2 separate regions of the Mus musculus genome follow, and region 2 is linked to region 1. The links are chromatin contacts, called in public Hi-C maps. All regions are on one chromosome and are shown on one strand. The core of a region is the stretch at or near the end of the contact, and the rest is flanking DNA. Distances in the headings are between cores, read along the strand shown. Region 1 holds the start of Spata6 (spermatogenesis associated 6). Region 2 overlaps Spata6 (spermatogenesis associated 6).

Evidence for each region. Hi-C and Micro-C count contacts between places; a contact is called where the count stands out from the background.
Region 2: a contact with region 1 is called in a Hi-C map of DN3 thymocytes, with 4 times the contacts expected there. The contact joins the enhancer-like site here to the promoter of Spata6 in region 1. A contact is called at or near these places in 1 of 39 promoter capture datasets (the C10 cell line), 3 of 484 Hi-C or Micro-C datasets (DN3 thymocytes, nephron progenitors and pro-B cells), 2 of 115 datasets of contacts at active chromatin or transcription factors (bone marrow-derived macrophages and embryonic stem cells) and 3 of 9 other capture datasets (adipose tissue, liver and pancreatic islet).

What each region holds. Positions count from the first base shown.
Region 1 is chr4:111,717,293-111,721,407 of GRCm38.p6, forward strand. It overlaps Spata6 (spermatogenesis associated 6), which reads left to right and starts at 2,718. Exons shown (of 13, transcript NM_026470.3): 1 at 2,718-2,965. The coding sequence starts at 2,915. It overlaps Gm33192 (a long non-coding RNA gene), which reads right to left and starts at 4,057. Exons shown (of 2, transcript XR_376552.3): 1 at 3,925-4,057.
Region 2 is chr4:111,814,650-111,818,641 of GRCm38.p6, forward strand. The region is part of intron 11 of Spata6 (spermatogenesis associated 6); the gene reads left to right. Among named protein-coding and RNA genes, the nearest start is that of Slc5a9, 86 kb to the right of the region's middle. Within about 2 kb of position 2,617, at least 25 of the 459 cell types and tissues checked have an H3K27ac peak or open chromatin away from gene starts, as enhancers often do. A contact at or near this core is called in DN3 thymocytes and pro-B cells, where this site is marked.

The DNA.
Region 1 (4,115 bases), core at 1,468-3,967:
GTGCCATTTCTTCTTTACCTGTCTTTGTCTTTCTGTTTCTGTCTCTCTCTCTCTGTCCTACCTGAGGATCAAGATATAAGCTCTCACCTGCTCCTGTTGCCATGCCTTTGCTCCACCATCATAGACTTTAAGCCTCTGAAACCATAAGACCCAATTAAACACTCTCTTTTATACACTGCCTTGGTCATGGCGTTTTATCACAGCAATTGAACATTAACTAAGAGACACAGATATAAGACAAAAATGACTGCTGATTGGTAATAATGAATTTAGATGTTTCTTTTTCCCATTAATTAAGAAATCTGGGCAACACTTATAATTCTTTGACAAAGAGATTTTTGCAATGCCCCAAATGGAATTTATTAATTAATCAGATACACAGGGTTACTATCAGAAAAATGACCCCATTTTCAAAATAGTAATTTACACTAAATATAGAAGAAATTCTTGTACTCATTAAACCATGTGCTATGAGTGCTCACTAGTAACCTGACAAAATCAAAAGCAAGATGGTATTGTCCATGTTGGGGCAACTAAGAGAGCTCAATAATGCAATGTTGGGAGGAATGTGGAGCTGTGACCTTCAGATGTCAGTGGAATGATTTGTTTACACTTGAATACACGCACATAAACATATTTGTACATGTAAAATTGAGGTTGTCTTCTTCCTCCCAACCTCATGCTCCTAATAATAAGACTTAGACTCAAATATATTTACAAACACCTTGGCCATATACTCTTCTTTGACTAGATCATAACTAAAATGACCAAATATTTTAACCTACATTGTGCCACATGGCTGGTTATCTGTGCTCAGGTACATGTGTACATTTTATCACATCTTCTCGGGTAAATCTTCTGGCACCTTGCTCTATCCCAGAATCCTTTCTGCCTTCTGAATGTTCCACCTTCTATGTCCTGCCTAAGCCATAGGTCATAGGTTTTTAAATTGAGTCGATGCATCCATACAATACACAAGATATTCTCTCTACATGCACATGAGAAATTAGAGATCAAGCACAAAGGAAGAAGTATATTTGCAACACAGAGCCCAGACAAAATGATTATCCGAACACATAAAATTAAAAGGAAAACAAAGAGAGAAACAATCGAATCAAAATGGTTATTGTAGCTATGAGGCTGTTTCCAGAGAGTGGATTGCTAATGAAACCCTGCAAAGGCACTCAAGCTCAGCAGTAGTCAGAGATGCAAGACTAAAGCATGACGATGAACAGAAATACAGAGACTAAAAGTGCAAACATCCATGGTGCAAAAAGTGGAAAAAAAAGCAGTCATATTTTTCTTGATGAAGCAGGAATTGGTGCAGCTTTGGAAGATGTTGCGTATTACTCTAAAGACCCCACATGTGCAAAGCCTGCACAGGCTTTCCAACTCAATACATACACATATATTAACAGACATATTCTAAAGGTTTAAAAATTATTTATCTCTGTGTTTCCATGTATACATACACATAAGTCTATCAGGATACCAGAAGTCACACCAAATCCCCTGTAGCTGGAGTTACAGGTAGCTGTAAGCTGCCCAACGTGGGTACTGGAAATTGAACTCTAGTCCTCTGGAACAGCGTGCTTTCAATTGCTGAACTACCTCTCAGTTGCTAACATATTTCAGAACCTTCATAACAGTATTGTTAATGAAAGCTAAAATATGAACGATACAAGTGCTCATCAAAAGTACATAGGATAAAGAATGTACACATAAGTCGTTGTATATTTCTGTATCATAAGGAGATAAACAAATCACAGAATATATAAGTATTAAATCTATTTAACATAAAAAAGACAAATTGAGCAGAATGTAGTTTGGAAATGCATAGAAGACTTACAGTAATGGAGGTCATTGCAGGGTTTACTATCAGGGAAAAGTTGGTAAGGCAATGCTCAAGGCATTTTCTTTTTCTTTTTCTTTTCTTTTCTTTTTTTTTTTTTTTTTTTTTTTTTTGGCTCAGTAACATCCTGTTTCTCAACTGGGTGATAAAATCACAGGTACTTTCCTCTCCATTGTTAGAATGTGCTCTAAAGTTAATGTATTAAAATTAACTTTAACATGGACTTTAACTCGACAGTTTGTTAGGTTCTTTTTATCTTTGAAGGTCTATGGCTAGGCTCCTCTATTCTGTGAGTCTGTTATTGAGAGTTCAGCCTGGGCAACAGGCATTGAGATTTGCGTAGTGGTGAACTAGACAGGAAATCCTGAAAGGAAATAGGGGCACACTGACAGAGAATCACAAAACAAGTGACTAATAAGAGGACCATAATAGTGATTCCAGAAGGCGTCTGGGATTTTACTTGAGAGATCCTGGGTTCCAGCCCTGTTTTGCCTTTGTCTTGGGCGATATTTTCCTATTTCTTATATTGGTTTTGTAAATTGTATCATAAAATACAAACTCAAGGAAGATTACTAATTATAGGATAGTTAGGAAAACTGAAACTACAGGTGTCAGCCTGTAGTTTCAGTTTTCCTAACTGAATTTGCTCATGAAACCCAGGGTTCTCAGTTCTGGGTTGAGGCCCACAGCACAGCTAGCTGTTCCCTTTCCTATGATTTGCACTCATAACTTTACGTCACAGAAGAGCCGCTCAGCCCCACCCACTGAAGCCCCTCCCACCACAATCCGGGCCCCGCCCACTGCCTCTTGCTCCGTAGTGTCCGGCCTTGGCGTGGCTCTTCCGGCCCCGCCCCTCCAGGCTGCCATGACAACGAGTCCGCGCCCCGCGCTCAGCTGCTGTTCGGGCGGGACCCAGGCTGGACCGCGGGCCCCGGCCTGGGGGCCACAGCTGCCACCTCCGCCGCCACCTCATCTCCTCCCTGTCCCTCGTCCCGCCCCGCGTCTTCCCGCCGTAGTCGGGCCGGAGGCCGGGGTCCCTCCCCGCCGCCCTACCCTGCGCGGATGCCGAAGGTGAAGGCGCTGCAATGCGCCCTGGCGCTGGAGATCCGCTCTGTGAGTACCGGCCCTGTCCCGCCTCAGCCTCCAAGTCCGCTGCCCGCCCCCGGCCCTGGGGGACTCCTGGAAATCTCCAGTGCTTTCCCACTCCAGCCTCTCGGGGGCCTCACCCCAACTTCCAGTTGGAGTGCTTTTGGATCTCTTCCTCACCACTTCGGAGTTCCGCTCCTGGGGCAGTAGTTCCTTTGAATTCTGCTTTACTCTTTTGGTGAGGAACTCCTGAACCCTTGCTCCAGTCTGGGGTGTGTAGCATTTCCGCTTTCAGATCCTTCCCCTAGCTTCCAGTTAAAGTAGGAACGCCTTTTCAGTCATGGTGGAGTCCCTAACTCCAAAAACAACTTACTTGTGACGTCATTGCACCAAGTTTTCTTAGTTTCTCCTCTCAGAATAAACCCAACTCCTCAGAAGCCACTTCAGCTCTTCCCTCCAGTACCCAAACACTCCAGACTTTGCATCCTTCCAATCCTCCCAAGAAAGACCTGGTCAGCTTTTCGGACAACTACTGCTTGGAGCTTGTAACTCCACTCATCTACTCTCAATTCAGGGGACTCTGTCCAGCCTCCTTCAGTAAATCTAGTTGAGGTGGGGAGCCCCTCCTGCCATCCAGTGAGGGGCTGAGGTCTTTCCGGGTGTTGAGAAGCCCCAACTCCCTTTGATAACTGCAGTCTCCTTCAGAGATTTTTGAAGTCCTTCAGTGTCATTCCCAAGAGACCCCCTTTCTCCCCTTAGAGGAGAGGCATTCTAGGAGAACCTCTTCAATTTCTTATTCTGCTGCTTTTCACGCCTTTATCCTTGAAATGCCCTCATTAAGACTCAGCCTACTTGTTGGTATCACTGCATAAGTAGGGATAACAGTACATATTCCCTGTCATTTTCTGGGCCTGCCCCAAGGGGCTCTCTGGCATTACCACCCCCACCCCTGTTGGCCTCCAAACTAAGCTTTTCTCTGCACTTACCCCACGCTTGCTGCACTCACTTCTTTCTGGCCTTCATTTCCTCTCCTTGTGGCTGCAGCAGCCCTGAACTTAAACCAGCATAGAAGTCACAAAATTCTTTCAAGTCTTTTGTTCAGTCTTAAGGAGAAGCTTGGGTGGGGGCAGGGAGCTGCAGGGGCGGAGAGCTAGCAAGTTTCTGGGACTTATGTTTA
Region 2 (3,992 bases), core at 1,367-3,866, 97 kb after region 1:
CTAGTACCCGGCTCCTCAGTTGTCTTCCTTATGGGCTACCTAGATGAAATGGCATGATTTGAAGGAATATAAAAGATATTCCCCCTCCCCCTTTTTTGGTGTGTGTGTGGGGGGGGGATGGATTTCACTAAAGGCTTCTCTAGAGCTACTCCTGCCATTATGTCCATAGGATCAATATTTCATTTACTTTAAATTCCTCATAATAAAGCTATTTTTAGGTTTTCTGTGTTTTTTGTTTTGTGTTCATTGATGTTTTGCCTGGAGATAAGTCTGTGCACATGCCTGGTGCCCTTGGATGCCAGAAGTGGGCACTGGATCTGATGGAACTGGAATTAGAGATAGTTATGAACCACTGTGTAGGTGGTGGGGATCAAACCTGAATCCTCTAGAAGAGCAGCAGGTGTTCTTTAACTGCCAGACTTCCTCTTTAGAGACATCACATTGTCTCTAAAATAATGTCCTGTCTCTTTTAATGCTCTCTCACCTCAAGGAGTGATCATTATGCCCAGGGTTGTCCTCTCTCCTATTATTGCTTATTCCTGAAAAGTCATTTTGTGCAAGCTACTTCCCACAACCAACCAAACTTTGTCTTCTCTCACACTTCTAACAGACCAGATTTTGCCTATTAACACCTCCAGACTTGACTAATGAGTTTTCTTTCTCTGTGTGTGACTTGTTGATACGGACTTATTTAGTCAGATACTGTTTGTCTTTCAACTATTGATTTTATTAATGCTCCAATGAGCTCAACTCTGACCAAGATAGGAACCTCTTCAGGTTGTTTCTTAAGTCTTTTATCATTGACCTAAAAAGCTCATTTGGACCATTTCCTTACTTATTTCTCAAGGATCCAACAGATGGTTGGAACTGTGGTATGCATCTAGGTCCTCACTAATTTTGTTATTAAAATATTCTCAGTACTGAATACCAAGCTATCACCAAAGATGAAATTGTTGAGAATAATTCGTTTTCTTATACATGCTGCCAGACTTCCTCTTTAGAGACATCACATTGTCTCTAAAATAATGTCCTGTCTCTTTTAATGCTCTCTCACCTCAAGGAGTGATCATGGTGTCCAGGGTTGTCCTCTCCCCTATTAGAGCTCAACTGTTTTTTCATCCTCCACTTTCCGACAATTTTGATTGTTTATATTTTTCAGAGTATGTTCTATAAGATCCTTAAACAGTCTCCTTTATAATCCTCATGTAGGGTGTTGAGTGTAAATATTAATTTAACAACTGATTTTTATTTAAGTGTCTTCTCCGGTCATTTTATTTGCCTGAAGTGTTTTAATAGGTTGCTATAGGTGGACTCATTGGACCAGTGTTTGTGAATTTTGGTATTTTATCTGTAGCTTTTATGTCATTAGTTTAGGTGCATATAAAATTCCTAGGTTACTATTCGCTAAAGATATTTTGACCTCCTTGTAATTTTTTTATAGCAGGTATTCAAAGGGAAGAGAGAGGGGGGAGTGTTTGAAGCTTATTAATCACATTCAGACATTGTACTATTTCTTTATTGAGGGCTGTTTTATGGTTTCATTATATATTTTAAATTTTTATGAACATGTTTATAATTCTTTGTCATTTTTTCTGTTTCCTGGCCTTTGAGTTCTTTCTCAGGAACTTCTGTGACAATATGTTGGGTCTAATTTTCACAGATGCTGCTTAGTTTTTGCCAACTTAACAAAAAATGTAGACTTATCTGGGAAGGGGGAATCTCAACAGAGGCATTGCCGCCATCAGATTGGCCTGGTCATGTCTGTGAGGCATTTTCTTGATGGTTGATGTAGGAAGGCCCAGCCAAATGTGGGCATGTGAGCTCCTCCCTCGGCTTCCATCAATGATAGACCATAACGTGGACACCAAATAAACACTTTCTTCCCCAAGTTGTTTTTAGTCAGTGTTTTATCACAGCAAAAAAAGAAGCAAACTGGACACAAAGTGATACCAGAGAATGGGATTTTGCTGGAATGGATATGACCATGTGGTGCTTTTGCCTTGGAATGTTCTGTGGGAGGGAGGTAGAGGAGGATTTTGAAGAGTTGGACTCAAAAATCCAGTTAGTGCTCCAAGCACAGTGAGCTGTTCCGGCAACGTGGAAGATAATGCAGAGGGAACTGAAGGCCGGCTTGGTGATCTTTAAGAGAATCTTTGGGGCTTTTCATGAGATATTTTTGACCATGAATCTGAGGAACTAAAAATCTTTGTTCCACTGGGACAATTGATGCTACTTAGCTTGGGCTAACAAAAAAAAAAAAAATCAGTTGTGACTAATTAATAAGGGAACAGTATCACTGATGTCAAATTTCTAGGAAGTTTTCCCCAGAATTCAGCACACAGAACTTGTGGTCCGGAGCAGCTTTAGGCTGCATCTCAGGCTGACAGCTGAACATGGCATGTAATTTGTAAAAGTCTCAGACCTGCTACTGGTTTTGAAGGCATGAAGGGATCTGGGATTGCAGCTGAGGCTTGACACCCTTGGCAGGGTCAGGGTCCCTGCGGAGAGGCCATCAGGCCCTCAGTGAAGATGCAGCACAGCTACAGTGCAGACCTCGGGATTGGAAGGATGCTGTCTAGCTTTTTGTTTGCTGTCTTTTCCTCTCTCACCAACTCATGGTCTTTCTTTGTGAAATTATTTCTTCCTAAGCGTTTTACTGTTTCACACATACTAGGTAAGCACTCTACCACTTATATTTTTATCAATACTTTTCTGAAGTTTCAGAGACAAAATATAATTTAGTGTAATTTTTAAAATAATTTTATTCCCCCCAAATATACAGTACAGTTTCTGATATATCTTGGCTTTCTTTCTCTTCCATTTGCATAGAATTTTAAATTTTCTTTCCTCCTATTTCTCTGTTTAATTTGGATTCTGTTCCCAGGTGTTATTTTACTGTGTGGTTTTATGAAGAAAGGAAACTTTGCCTGTTAGTTTTGAGAGTTAATAGATCCCAGGTGGCTCTAGTTCCTGTGGAATTTCCTGTGACTCTGCGCTCACCGCTGGAGGAGTTGGAAACATCTGCCTTTGGTGGCTACCCACAAGCTGATGCACTGAGCTTCTGAGACGTTTGAAGTCACCAGGTGGATGCCACCTGGTTCTCCCCTGCCTTTTTCTTCACAACATGTCGACACCAGCCTCCTTTGTTAGTTTAGGTGCTATACTAACAGGCTGTTTTGTCACATCATTTCATTGTATGTGTTTCCTATGGAGTTTTAGTACTATTATTTGGGTAGTTTAACTTTTTACCTCCTTCATATGTATTATACCTCTTTGTGCAATAGAATGAATATTAACAAAATGTACGGTGTGTGAAACAGCATCCAGGTCAGTCACAACATGATTGGTACCCCCAGTTACTCTGGGTAATGCCTTAGGGCCCTTTCCACCAGACACCAAAGTATTCTAATATATGACAGTATCTAGATGAGTTTGATATGGCTTTGAACTTTCAACATTACAAAATTTTATGATTTCATGTCTAGTTTCTTTAGCTGATCACTGTGTGTGTAACATGAATATCTTCACTTTTCTTTTTTTTCACAGATTCAGCAAATTATGTTCCCCAAGCAAATTCTTGGGATCTAGATATGTTCATTCATTTACATGCTATCTAAGGGCATAATAGCAGTATTAAGAATTGATCTTTTACAAAGGATACCTCAGTCAGTCAGCTGTATTTGTAATTTGAGGCTAATGCTTAATATACTGCTATACACAGTGTTTTGATGTACACACACTTGATTGAAATGTAACTAAGAAGACGTTGTTGAGGGACAAAGAATTTGGATAGTCATGTGTTTAATACAATGTGTATGTTTATGTTTCTATACAATGTATCTGCATATGTATAAATACACACAACTTTATATATGGAGAAATGAGAAAAAAAAGCAGAGGAGAGGAGAGTGGGAAGGAGAGATCTTGGGAATGAGATGAACTTTACATGAATCTCATTTATGTTTTACATACATCTAAATATACCTAACACC